Regions from separate parts of the Mus musculus genome. Here region 2 is linked to region 1. A link is a contact called in public Hi-C data. All regions are on one chromosome and are shown on one strand. Each heading gives the region's core, a stretch centred on a gene start, on an enhancer-like site or on the middle of the called end of the contact. The rest is flanking DNA. Distances are from core to core; before and after follow the strand shown.

Region 1 (6,127 bases), core at 3,267-5,766:
TGCTTTCCAAAAACTACCATCATCTGATAATACCAGTGTACGTGAGGATGCCCACTAAACCATTTACTCTCCTGTTGTCATGGTGGGATCAGTGCATTTAGCAAGTGTATCAAGAAAATGATGAATGCCAGGTGTGGTGGCACACACCTTTAATCCCAGCACTCTGGAGGCAGAGGCAGGCGGATTTCTGAGTTCAGGGCCTGATTGGTCTACAGAGTGAGTTCCAGGACAGCCAGGTCTACAGAGAGAAACCCTGCCTCAAAAAACAAACAACAAACAAATAAGGAAACAAGCCAGCCCTTGTCTCTCTCGGGTCAGAGGCAGCCAGAGAAAAGCTCATAACTGGTGGTCTGAGCAGGTATGGTGGCTCACGATCCTGGCGTGTGGGAAGTTGGCTCACGTCTATGATCCTGGCTTGTGGGAAGTTGGCTCACATCTATGATCTTGGCATGTTGGAAGTATGCATAGCTGTCCTGGGGCCCAGGAGATGGCTCCATGGTGAAGACAGTGTGCTGTTCTCGCAGAGGAGCTGCACTCAGCTCCCAGCACCCACATAAGACTCACGAGCTCTTGTTCTCCAGCTGTAGGGGATGCAATGCCCTCTTCTGGTCTGTGGGGTCACCTGCACTTTTGTGTACATGTTCCTACACACATCACACACACACACACACACACAAAGACACAGTTTAATTTGCTTAACTATATTTACAGAAAAAGACATCCAAACGTTCTTAAAAATTAGCCTCTATCTCAGCCCCTGAAACTCATGGCTTTGAAGATGGCAGCCTCTCTGCTTTAAGCCCATCTCTCTTGCTATGCAGCCGCAGCATCTCAACTACGAATTCCCAGCCAGGTGTGAAGGTGAATGTGAGCTGCCCGGTCGCCCGACTGTTGGTGCCAGCACACAGGTCCACAGCAGTGTTGCCCTTGGTTACCCAAGCATCCCCACTCCAAGACTGCCAGACATGCTCACCTTCCATGGCCTTCTAATCCCTTTGAAAAAGTCAGGCATCCACATGGGCAGGACAACAGCTTCCCGGAGCAACTTCTTAGCCTCCTCCAGGTCTGCTATGTCATCCCTTTGGAAGAACAGTTGCACACTTATTCAAGCCACACCTCTGACTTAAGGCCAGGTTATTACTTTAAATTTGCTTACTTACAAAACTGTTCTTATAGTAAGACTGTATTGTGATCCTTACTATATGAAAATGATCAGCGAGAACATCCTGGAGTTATTAATTAGAACACATTATGCAGCGAGCAAACTCTATCAGTGTGTCGACAGCAAGTTAACATAGAAAGCATCCTTGGTTGGACGCTGACAGGATGGGTATTACAGACAAAGGCGTCATCAGGAGACCAGGGAGGAGAGGAGACCCACAGCAACCCACCCTTAGGATGAGTTTCCTTCTCTACCACAACTCAAGACGCTCACTCACCAGTGAATGCTAGGGTTCCTGGACACAATGTCCCTCTCCAGGGCTTCCACCAGATCCTTATCATACCCGGCGCCATCAAACTTGGGAATCTCGCTGTCACTTGCACCATCTTGCACATTTTTCCTTGCCTGGAGGTGTGAGTAAGAGAAGTTATGGCCAGTGACAACATAACATATCATAACTGATATCATCAAGCTTTCGATATATAATGTGTGCCCATGTGCATGTGTGCGTGTATATATACGAATGTGTGCATGTGGGTCCACATGTCTATGGGGCTGGGATGAAACCCAGAGCCTGTATGTGTATGCTGGGCAAGCACCTTAGTCCTGAGCTACATTCCTGTCCAGAGGAACCGCTTTAAAAGACTATTTTCTTGCTATTTAAAATGCTATCTTCTGATTGCCTAGATGCCATCCCACCCTATTTAACTCAGCAGACCTGTCTCAACTGGACAGGCTTTGTAATCCTCCTCCCAGCTACACTCCTTGGCGGACAGTCCCAGGTAAGAGTTCACTAGCCTGCCTCTGACTCCCTGGATGCAAAGCATCTGCACCTCTGCTAGAGAACAGACTGCTGATGTGCAAGGCGAACGTCAGGTACTGAGCACTGCCTGGCCTTATGACAGAACAGCTCACACGGTGCTCATTTAATGTAACACCCAACCCTGCGACTGCTTTTCCTTTCTTTGTGGATAAGGAAAACAGGGAAAGCCAACTAACTAAGGGCTTCTCTGCTTTTCTGCTACAGAGCCCTGGCTGTCCTAGACTCGCTTTGCACACCAGGCTGGCCTCAAACTCAGAGAGGCCCACCTGCTTCTGCCGCATGCGCCACCACGCCTGGTACTTCTCAGCCTTTTGACTAAAATTAAATGTAAATGCTAAGTCCGGCTCCATTTACCAGTAAACGTTGGGACAGAACATGTAGCTCAGGCCTTCCTGCCTCCTCAAGCAGCCCCTTTCCTCGGTTCTCCAGTTTCACAGCTGACTGAGCTGCTTAAAGAGCACAGTGAATGGCCAAGCTGACAGATCCCCCAAAGCAGCCAGTACAAAGGCTACAGGCGAGATGGACCTGGGACTTTCCTGCACTTACAAGCTTTCCCCAGCTACTGAGTCACCACACAGGACTCAATGGTCTCCTTCAGGACAGCTCTTGGGGCCCTATCACAGAGTTACTCAGCATGGCCCCAAGCAAGTGCAGTCATAACATCCAGCCCCAACCCCCACCCCAGCTCTCCCGCCTCCTTCTGCTCAGGACCTTTCAGACCCACTGCTTAGAGGACCCTTTTCAACCACAGAATCAAGAGCTAAAGAAAAGTTTAGTCTGTCCTAAGTCCTTTTGCTAATATTGTGGCTTTAAGAAAAAAAAAATTCTAGGCTCCTATTCTATGAGCTGCAGGACTCTGCAAGCGTCCTGCAGTGCTGAGGTGGTGAATGTGACGATGCTCTGATTTCTCAGGGATTCCAACCACAAGATCAGCTTTAATGTGTAGAGCCACACCCCTTCAAGAGCATCAGCCCCTTTCTGTCTGATAGAAAAATGAAGGGCAAGGGGTCCAGTGAGGAGACAACAGACCATGATAGACTTCTCCAGTTTCACTTCTGAGGTAAACAAAGAAGCAGTCAGTACCAGAAGAGAACCAAATGGCTCCTGTGGCAAATGTCCTGATCATCTGAGCCTCCGAGCAAATGGCCAAACAGTGTGTTGGTGACCTCATCTTGAGGACCTGCTCACTTGGGCAGACTAGTGCTAGGGCTAGGTCAAGTGCTTAGTAATATCCTTGTAGCAAAAGTGGCAGGTATTAAAACTGACTCTATTAAAACAAGCTCCTAGCATAACAACACAACAAACAATACCAACCAACTTAAAACAAGTTCTGTCTCGGATCACATTTTACGACGTGGCTAGGCCATGGCTATGAGTCACTCGCAAGTCAAACCCTGGGAACACTATGACCATTCTCCAGTATGCTCGAAACGAGGTAGTGAGAGCATCAACAGGGGCCGACTTTGTGATTTCAGATTTGCCACATGGAAAGTGAAGTTCAAATCTCACTTTCACACAAATGCCCTCAGAACAGGGAGGCGAGGCTGGCTCGATACACACCAAGAGGAAGGAAAAGCCCCATCTCTGACTCAAAGAAATGGGAATCGTGGGACTGTCCAAAGGCAGATGTGAGCAGGTATCAGACAGCTCATCGGATTGCTAGCACGGTTTCCAGGCAGGGTGAGGATGCACTGTGGCCCTCTCTAAGCACCTATCCAGCCCCCCGTGGGAAAGCCGAGCTGTTGACGTGACTGAGGACAGGATGGAGAAACGGGCAGCATCCGATCTGACCTGCACTTCAGACAACCCTGGTGGCTACTGCTGGAAAGGATGATGGGAAGGAGGAGGAATCTAACAAGTAAAACCCTTTCCTGCACAGAGAAGTCGGTGCGAGCCTCTGAACGACCTGGCCAGTCAAAGCAAGATGGTGAAGGGAGAACTCTGAGGCTACAGCAGAATCACCGTGAAAGTGGGCGAGTAGTGTCATTATCACAAACATAAAATAGGGCGGGGAGAGCTGATACATACGCCGTGTGCCTGAGCAGAAGTAGTCCATTAGCTGCACTACTTTAATAAACAGACAGCTTTCAAGCAATGAAGCTGACATCTGGGACATGGGGTCTTCTACAGAACACTAGACTGGAACATCACAGAGTGACCTCAGAACTCTTTCCTTAGATTTGCGCACGAAGCACTAAGGTCAGAATTAGCAACCATTTGACAGTGTGAAGGCTGATAGACACTTTTCTTTTCCCTAAAGCAAAATAGTTAGCTTCTTTGTACTAATTTCTAAATTATTCAAATCAAGACAACTTCCGTAAGGATCTTTTGTGAGTCGTGCCTCTTATTCTATGTGAAGAAAATGAGGCTCTAAGTGACAAAGCAAATATTTATAGCTTGCAGTCAGTGACTGACACAGCCTGTCCCCAAATGCAAATAGCATGCGCATCTTCCTTTGCAGCTCCTCTCACTGTGGGACTGAGTGATTAAGACACAGACAGCTACTGCTCTGTGCCGTGCATTTTACAGACACATTGTTCAATGACCAGCTGAGAAATGGCTCGCACATCACACCACGTGGAGGAGGATTCCGGGAAATGTGGGCCACGAAAGCCAATGAGCTACTACTGGAACCACCACCCTTGGCTGCTGTTACTGCGGAGGCCGATAGGAAGCAACAGAAGAGGCGGGTTTCAGATCAACATAGGATTTTTCTGACAGCGTGTCCTGTTTGACAAAGATACTGCCTTTCTAGTCAGGCAGTGAACTACATACAGTCACCCGAACATCTCCGAGCTGTAGACGGCCTGTGGCTCTTTCTATAAAGCTGTTGCTTCTCCCATGTCCAACTTACCCTCTGCTGCCTGGACTCAGTAGATAAAAACAAATGCAAAATTTCTTAGACGTATCATTTCTTTCTTTCCTCCCTTCCCTGCCTCCCTCCCTCCCTCCCTTCCTTCCTCTTTTTCTTGGTGTCAAGATTAATTACATCCATGGTTGGGTAAGCACTCTTATCAAAGAACTACATTCTCAGCCTCAATATATCAATTATACATATTTAATTGTTTTTGTTTTTAAATGTGTCTGTGTGTGTGTGTGTGTGTGTGTGTGTGTGTGTGTGTGTGTGTGTAAGCCAGGGACATGAGATCCTCCTGGAGCAGGAGTCACAGGATTGTGAATTACCTGACCAAACTCAGGTCCTCTAGGAGAGCAACAAGTGCTCTTAACCATTGAGCCATCTCTCCAGCTCCAATATCTCTTCTGTAAACTGCTAATTCTGTATAATCTTTTTCATGCCTCTGTTTGTCTCCCACTGTCAGGTCAGTCTAGCAGCTGACATCCACAATGCTCACGGTGTTGGTGCCCTGGGAACCTAGCACATATCAGCACATTCAAGAAGCGAGGAAACTGGCAAACCAAGTCAGCCGCCCGTCCAAGCGGCAACAGCGGCCTAGGCACTCTAGCTGTGGGCCTGGGCTTGCAGCCAGTTTGTTCACAGGGCACACTGCTGCACATGGGGGCTGCTTCCACCCCACAGCAGAAACAAACACAGGAAACGTTAGACAAGGACGCCAGCCTGCAGCCCACCGGAGCCCTACTGCCCCACAAAGTAACGCAGGCAGACAATGCAGAGCACACTTACTGACGTGGGTGCAGCGCCCTACACTGCCCAATCAGGATACAAGGATTGTAGCAACAGATCCACAGCAAGCTCTGTGCTCACCAATATGCACACTCTTCCCACAATAGTCATGAGCAGGTTTAGTGTGCCAGGCTCTGTTCTAGGCACAGAATACAGCAATGAAGCAAAAAGACTGAGACCTCAGTGCTCATGAGGTTTAGGAGGAATAAATGAAATATGGTTGCTAAGACTTCACATTCAATCTTCCCATTTATAAAACACCACATTTAAACAGAGATCACAAACCCTTGGAAACTTGACAACCTTGAAACTGAGAAAAAGCTCAACAAAAATATACAAATTCTAAAATCAAGAGCTGAGGAATGCTCACGGAGCTCGGCTGAATCCCAGTAAAGGTGCTCACCCTGAGGGAAACACACAGGTGAGACAAAACCTCCCCATAACCCAAGAGCACATCTCTCAGACACCAAGATCATAAATGGGAAAAGAAATCCAATGT
Region 2 (6,464 bases), core at 3,712-6,211, 440 kb after region 1:
TGAGGCCGAATCTTTGGAATTCAGGAGTTGAAAGATTTTCTTCCTCTTTTTTTTTGCTCTTGAGTGCGTATTTATAGGTAGTGTAAGACTCTGGCGAGCCTTAGCTTACCAGGGACTCCCTGAGTGAACAACATGAAACCACCGGGAATCGATGCAAAAAGCAAGAGGAATTTATTTTTCCAAAGTGTTGGGGTCGTTCTACACCTGAAGGAGAAGTATCGACTGTGCACATCTTGTCCCCTTCTGAAGGGGTTCTCTTCCAGGAGGAGAGGGGGCAGGTGGAATTTTCCAAAGTTTCTGAGCTGACCTCTTCAGTACCACGTGCATGCCTGAAGCTCTCAGAGTTCAAAAGTGGCCTCTGGAACTGGTGTTATGGATGATTGAACGGCCATGTGGGTACCAGGAACTGAACCCTGGTCCTCTGCAAAGAGCACCCAGTGCTTTTAACTGCTAAGCCATCTCTCTCTAGCCCATTTAGGAAGTCTGCAGGAATTTAGGTCTATCTTAGTGTTTGAAGCAACAGCTTAATATTTGAAAAAACACAGGGAGTGGGGCAGGGATACATGAGTGTGGTGGTTTGAATAGGTTTGACCCCTATAGTCATGTGTTTGGACACTTGGCCATGGGGAGTGGCCCTATTAGGAGGTGTGGCCTTATTGGAAGAGGTGTGGCCTTGTTGGAGGAGGTACATCACTGTGTAGGCGGGCTTTGAGGTCTCCTTTACTCAGGCTCTGCCCAGTATGGGATCTGACCGCCTTTGGCTCAAGATGTAGAACTCTTAGCTCCAGAGAGAGAGAGAGAGAGAGAGAGAGAGAGAGAGAGAGAGAGAGAGAGAGAGAGAGAGAGAGAGAAGGCTGCCTACTGTAGCCAGGAAGGAAAGAAGAGAGGGTTGGGAGTGGCTGCAGCCTCAGTCTTCTGCTCTAGGACACACCTCCGGTGACCTCACTTCCTCCCACCAGACTCAGTAGATCAGCATCTCTCCACAGACAGACCCAAGCCTAGCAGCCATGCCTTTTACATAAGAGTTTTTGTGAGTCAATTAAGATCCAAACTGTCACACGGCTACTTAAACCTCCCGATGCACCAAATTTAAACGTGTGAATCTCTTCTCCCCAGCCAGCTACCTAAATCCTCCGAGGGAAATTAGAAGACACATCCTGCCTTTTGAAAATCAGGAAATGAGGGCTCTGTGTATCACACGCAAAATTCAAACTGTGTAGAAGACCTCACCACTCGGAGCCGCCCAAATGAGCGGCAACTCTTAGGAGAGGCGTTATAGAAAATGTCACCGCTTGGGAAGTCTGGCAGAAAATTTAGAAATTTTTTTCCTGGGGAGGTAACCTAAGGACACAGAGAAAAGGTCTCCAGAGCCTCTTTTGCTTTGTGTATGTTCTGTTCTGTTCTGGAAAGGACTTGAGGTAGCTTATTAAAGGGACGCACAACAGAAGTTGAAAGTACAGTAAAAAGGAAGGGCCTGTGTTTCACAGCAGGAGCCGGGAGGGGGTACCGGTAATGGAAGATCCACGTGTGGACTCAGACATGTCCTTCCAGTGGGCCACCAGCCCTGGGAGCTATCGGAACAAGGGAAACGGATGAGCAAGTGATATAAAGGGAGATCGGTTGCTCAGGAGAGCAGTATTTTTGGAGGCCAGGAAACAGGCCTCTCTCCTGCAGGCCCCCTCCACCATCTGTGTAACGTAGGAAAGCCACAATCCTAATAGCATCCTGCATCTGCTGCGGCCTCCCGTAGCTCTGAGATACAACCGTGGGCCCAGCTCAGTCTGTTCCCGAACACCCTGTATAAGGCACATGGTTCTATTTTTACTTTATTGTCTTATTTTATGCGTGTGGATGTTTGGCCTGCGGATGTGGTGTATGGTGTCTGCACCGCCTACGTGCAGTGTCCACAGAGGCCAGAAGAAGGCACTAGATCTCCTGGGACTGTAGTTACAGATGGTTTTGAGCTAACATGCCGGTGATGGGAATTGAACTTGGGTCCTATGGAGGAGGTGCAAACCTTTCAGAATCTGCTTTATGGACCAAGAAAAGAAGAGCTGTCTCTCTCCCTTTTTATTCTGTTCACATAACTCACATTTTGACAAGTGTGAGCCTCCATGTGAGACTGAGAAACGAAGCCACCACCGGAGGAGTTTGGCTGGCCATGTGCTGAGTAGCGGCATAGCGATGGCATCTCCTTTCTTCTTGTCGGTTCTGGGGGCAGCACACCCAGGACCAGGCGGGATACTCACTACCGCCGAGCATCGCCCTAGCCCTTCACACCACTCCTGCTTAAACCTCCAGCATCTCTGATCTACGTAAACTTGAGACCCATAGCAAGATCCACATATAGCCGGGAGGGCAGCAGGGTGGGTGGTTTATCTGTGTGCCAAAGTCCCTCTGTATCCGGCTGGCTCTTACTTTGCCAGGTGGTGCTGGGGAAATGTTCTCACGCTTGAGGATAAGCAAACCTGAAACATTTGGTGGGAGGCTGCGGCTTTCCCTGCCTTGAGGTCCTTAGGGAGCAGCTTGCTCATTAAAGGGTAAGGCTCCATCACACAGTGCTCCGGGGTTGGCAGGGCGGATGCGCCATCTAGTGGCCACTCCCAGAATACCCACATGCGGCTCTCTTGCCGCTCTAATGACCTGAGGGCATGTCCAGTACTGGAGCAAAAAGGTTAATTAGGGAGCTGGGGCATCTCTGTTCTCTGTGTCCAGCCCGACTAATCGTTCTGTGAGGATGGTTTTTAGGGTCTATGTGAATGAGGCACATTTAGGCAAGAAACTCAGGTAATTGGTAGGTTACAAACTGCCATGTGGTGTCCTCATGATCTCATAGTCCCTGCGTTGCCTCTTCTGGCCTCGATCCCCTTGATGCTGCTTTGCCTACAGTCCACTTCTGCTCTGCAGGCTCCTGTCATGATCTTTTCCCTATCAAGTAGAGGACCCGCTAACATGGATAAGGGCACCTTTTCTGAGCAGGGAGTGGGAGGACTGATCTGCGGAGGTGGGTGGTGGCTGCCCAGGCCTTGCTTTGGGCACAGGATTCCCATTTCGGGAAGTACACGATGCCCAGTAACAAGACATTGAGCTAGATGTGGTTCCTCAGTCTGAGGAAGTCTCAGGGTTCAATCTAGGAAGTACCCATAGTAGTTATCCAGTATAAGTAGCCAGATAGGACTCGGCTATCCTCAGAGGAGGGAGAGGCCTCAGGGCTCAGGATGTCTGCTCATCACAGGGACCTTTGATGGGTGGTGTGTGTGCTTCTGAGATCCTGGATTGGGTGGCTAGCTTCTCCTCTGTCCTCCAGGGAAGTTACTCAGCCACGTGCCTCTCCTGCCATCTTAGAGTCTCCCCAGGAGATCTCAATGTGACATAGTTAGCAGCGGGAACCAGCTAGCCAGCTGGGGACCAGCTATCAAGGTGTGGTAATGGGTGGGGGTGTCTTTCCATACATATCATATCACAAGAGTGCGGGCTTCATGGCTGCCCCATGAAGCCTTTCTGTCAGGTTAGACCCTCTGACTAGAGAGAGGCGAGGAGTATAGAGTCTCCGGGTATAGGTGTGAGGAGGTAGATGATGGATAGCAACAGAGATTTGAGAATTGGGGATAGGGGTCTCCATTAACCTCTACTTCAAATCTGTCCTCCATCCCAGCATCTCATGAATTCATGACTGCTCAAGGAAACCCAATTGCTGGCTCCGTTCAGTATGCTGGAAGGTGCTATGTGCAGGCTGCCTGCTAGACACCACATCACCGTGGCACAGTGGACGCTTGGAGGATGGGGCAACTCTGTGTTGGTCACCCTGGGGGTATCAGTAGCGGGGGTGTCTCCCACCACCCATCTGGCAGAGGCTAGAGGGTACCGTGTCACCTGGAGACTGTCACGGCTCCCACAGTCATTCCGACCCCTCTGCGGGGAGTGGCTTTGAATGTGGGCATCGCCTAACCATGTCCAACTGGGAGAAAGCAGACAGCCTCTCTGCTGTGGAAATTCTTTAGTGCTAAAATAGCCTGAATTGGCTTATAAGGGTTAGACGTGTAGAGACCAGAGCTGGCAAAACTTAGTTATGCAGAAAAGAGAAGCAAGATTAAGGGCATATGGTGACATTCCCCAACCTTCATGAATGCAGACTGATTTAATCCACAGACAACTTCACACCCTAGGTATTATGTTTATTCTCATAGGAAATGATGCACAGACGTATTTAGCCACCCTACAGAGTTACACAACAACAAGGAGGCAGAACTGGGGCTATGATCCCAGGCAGGACAGCAGGAAGATCTGTGTCTGTGCTCGGAAATGGCCGAGGCAGCGTGGGAGCGCTCAGGGTTCATCCCCAGAATCTCTTTCTGTTATCGGTGCGATCTCACACGAGCTTCGGTTTCTTTAGTTGAGTGTGAAAGAGATCCACTCTATCTTACCAGGACACAGAGGGTTTACATGAGCTGATATTGTCTCCGGTTTTGCTGGCAAGCCAAAATCCACTCACCCGGACCTGGACTCTATGTGGCTTCTTTAAATAAACTGCTGCACGGACCAGCAGCTCAATGGATGAAGCCTCATCCGGCTTTAGACAGGAGCCCTGTATCCAGTTTGTGGCGCCATGGAAAACCCGTGAGACTTTTTTGCTTGTCGCTGCCTTGCCAGCTCAGCCCAAACCCTTCTGGTGAGGCAGGCTGCTGCTGTTCTCTTTGCTGAGGGTGAGGGGTGGGGTTGTGGCTGGCAGCCTGTTGGGCCTGCGCAGTCCTGCCAGGGTCTCACCATAAGCTCTTGATATCAGCAGAGGCCGTGGGCCTGGCAGGGGAAGGCTGGAGCCATCCTGTCCAGCCAAACACCAGGTCTCTGGAAAATAGTGGAGAGCAGGAAGCAGGCCTGTGTGGGAGAGGATGCGCGGCAGCCTGGGTACCACTCACTTCTTGCTTTATATCAGCTGACCAGGGATGCTCAGCAAAATAACGATGAGGGCAGCTACGGAAGGGCAGTCCCAGAAAAATCTTCCTCCAGGCAGCGGAAAAGAATCTCATTTCTGAAGACAGGGAAGGGGTGAAGGGTCGAGGGTGGGGTGGGGCCTAGGTTGGGTGCACCGGTGGTCCTTTGTCTTAGAACATGATCCAGAATAATAAGTACCAGGTGTTTTCACTTATAGTATAGGGCTCAGCGAATATTCAAGGGCCCTTCTCGGGGCTTTTCTTTTTTCTACAAACCTAGAGTTTTTCTTTCACATCTGATCTCTGAACGCTTTTAGGTTTCTTGTCTTTCTTTCATAGATGTGTTTTTCTGGCATGCAATGATGCCCACTTCTTGTGCTGAGGGTGGGGGCGGAGTTGACCCAGGGCTATGCACGGCCCAGGACATAGGCTTCTCAGCGGAGCCACACCAAGCTCTAGCCTGCTCCTGCTCACAAACTTGAGCTACAAGTCCCAGGGTTTACACCTCAGTTGGAGCCCTGAGCCACCGCTAAAAATAGCCTGCCACTGACAGCCACCCTCCTCCTTGCTTCTGGACTCAGAGCTGTGCCACTAAAGATTCACAAGGCTAAATTCTCCCCAAAGATAAAATCATAAATTAGATTATATTTTTCCTAGCAAGCACTACTGAAAATGCAGCAAGGAAGTGGATTTTTAAAAACACTAAAGGTAATACTTTAAGCCTTCATTCTTTCTGTCTGTCCGTGTCCCCCGCACACACAACCCCAGTCTGTGTGCAAGCAAAGGCCAGAGGTTTGTGTACAGTATCTTCTTCAGTCACTTCCCACCTTATTATTTTTGCTTATTTTATTTTATGAGTGTGAGTGTTTTGCCTGTATGTGCGTATATGCATCATGTGTATTTGTGCCCACAGAGGTCAGAGGAGGTCGTAGGATTCCTTGGAGCTGGAGTGACACACAGTTGTGAGCTGCCCAGTGGGTGCTGGGAGTCTAACCTGGGCCCTTTGTAAAAGGAACACATGCTCTTAAACTCTGGGCCATCTCTCCAGCCCCCTCAGGGTCACTCACGGAACCTGGAGTTCACTGGCTGCACTAGACTGGCCGGCCAGTGACCCTGGGGTTCTCTTGAGCCAGGCTCTCAGAGGTAAAGTAGAACATGGCTCATGGCTCGATGAGGTAGGGTGACACAGGAGCTGAGTTGTGACTGCCACATCAGAACAGTCACATAACATAATAGGTTAGTAACACAGCAGGTGCAAAGGTCCTGAGGTAGAGAATCAATCACCCAGTAAGGCCAAGGAGCAGAGGTGTGGTTGTGTCAGGGAAAGAATGAAAAACTGCTCCACTCACAGAAAGGTTAGCAGGGACCGAGTGTGTGTGTGTGTGGGGTGGGCGCTCTGAGTACTAGTGGGAGGGGCAGGGTTTATGGCAATGCCCTGGTGGACTCTGTGGCAGGTTTTAAGGTTTTTAAAATATTTATTTATTTATATGAGTACACTGTAGTTGTACAGATGCTTGTGAGCCATCATGTGGT

Evidence for each region. Hi-C and Micro-C count contacts between places; a contact is called where the count stands out from the background.
Region 2: a Hi-C map of cerebral cortex shows a contact between it and region 1, with 2.4 times the contacts expected there. The contact joins two enhancer-like sites. A contact is called at or near these places in 3 of 15 datasets of contacts at CTCF or cohesin (the NIH/3T3 cell line, large pre-B cells and pro-B cells), 19 of 484 Hi-C or Micro-C datasets (CD4 T cells, CD8 T cells, the G1E-ER4 cell line and 12 more) and 7 of 115 datasets of contacts at active chromatin or transcription factors (T-cell acute lymphoblastic leukemia, craniofacial prominence, embryonic fibroblasts and 4 more).

The regions. Positions count from the first base shown.
Region 1 is chr5:148,892,710-148,898,836 of GRCm38.p6, forward strand. Katnal1 (katanin p60 subunit A-like 1) reads right to left here. Exons shown (of 11, transcript NM_153572.2): 5 at 1,440-1,567; 6 at 974-1,079. Among named protein-coding and RNA genes, the nearest start is that of Katnal1, 33 kb to the right of the region's middle. Within about 2 kb of position 4,517, at least 112 of the 459 cell types and tissues checked have an H3K27ac peak or open chromatin away from gene starts, as enhancers often do. A contact at or near this core is called in the G1E-ER4 cell line, cerebellum and cerebral cortex, where this site is marked.
Region 2 is chr5:149,333,475-149,339,938 of GRCm38.p6, forward strand. No RefSeq gene overlaps it. Among named protein-coding and RNA genes, the nearest start is that of Gm35704, 11 kb to the right of the region's middle. Within about 2 kb of position 4,962, at least 43 of the 459 cell types and tissues checked have an H3K27ac peak or open chromatin away from gene starts, as enhancers often do. A contact at or near this core is called in the G1E-ER4 cell line, cerebellum and cerebral cortex, where this site is marked.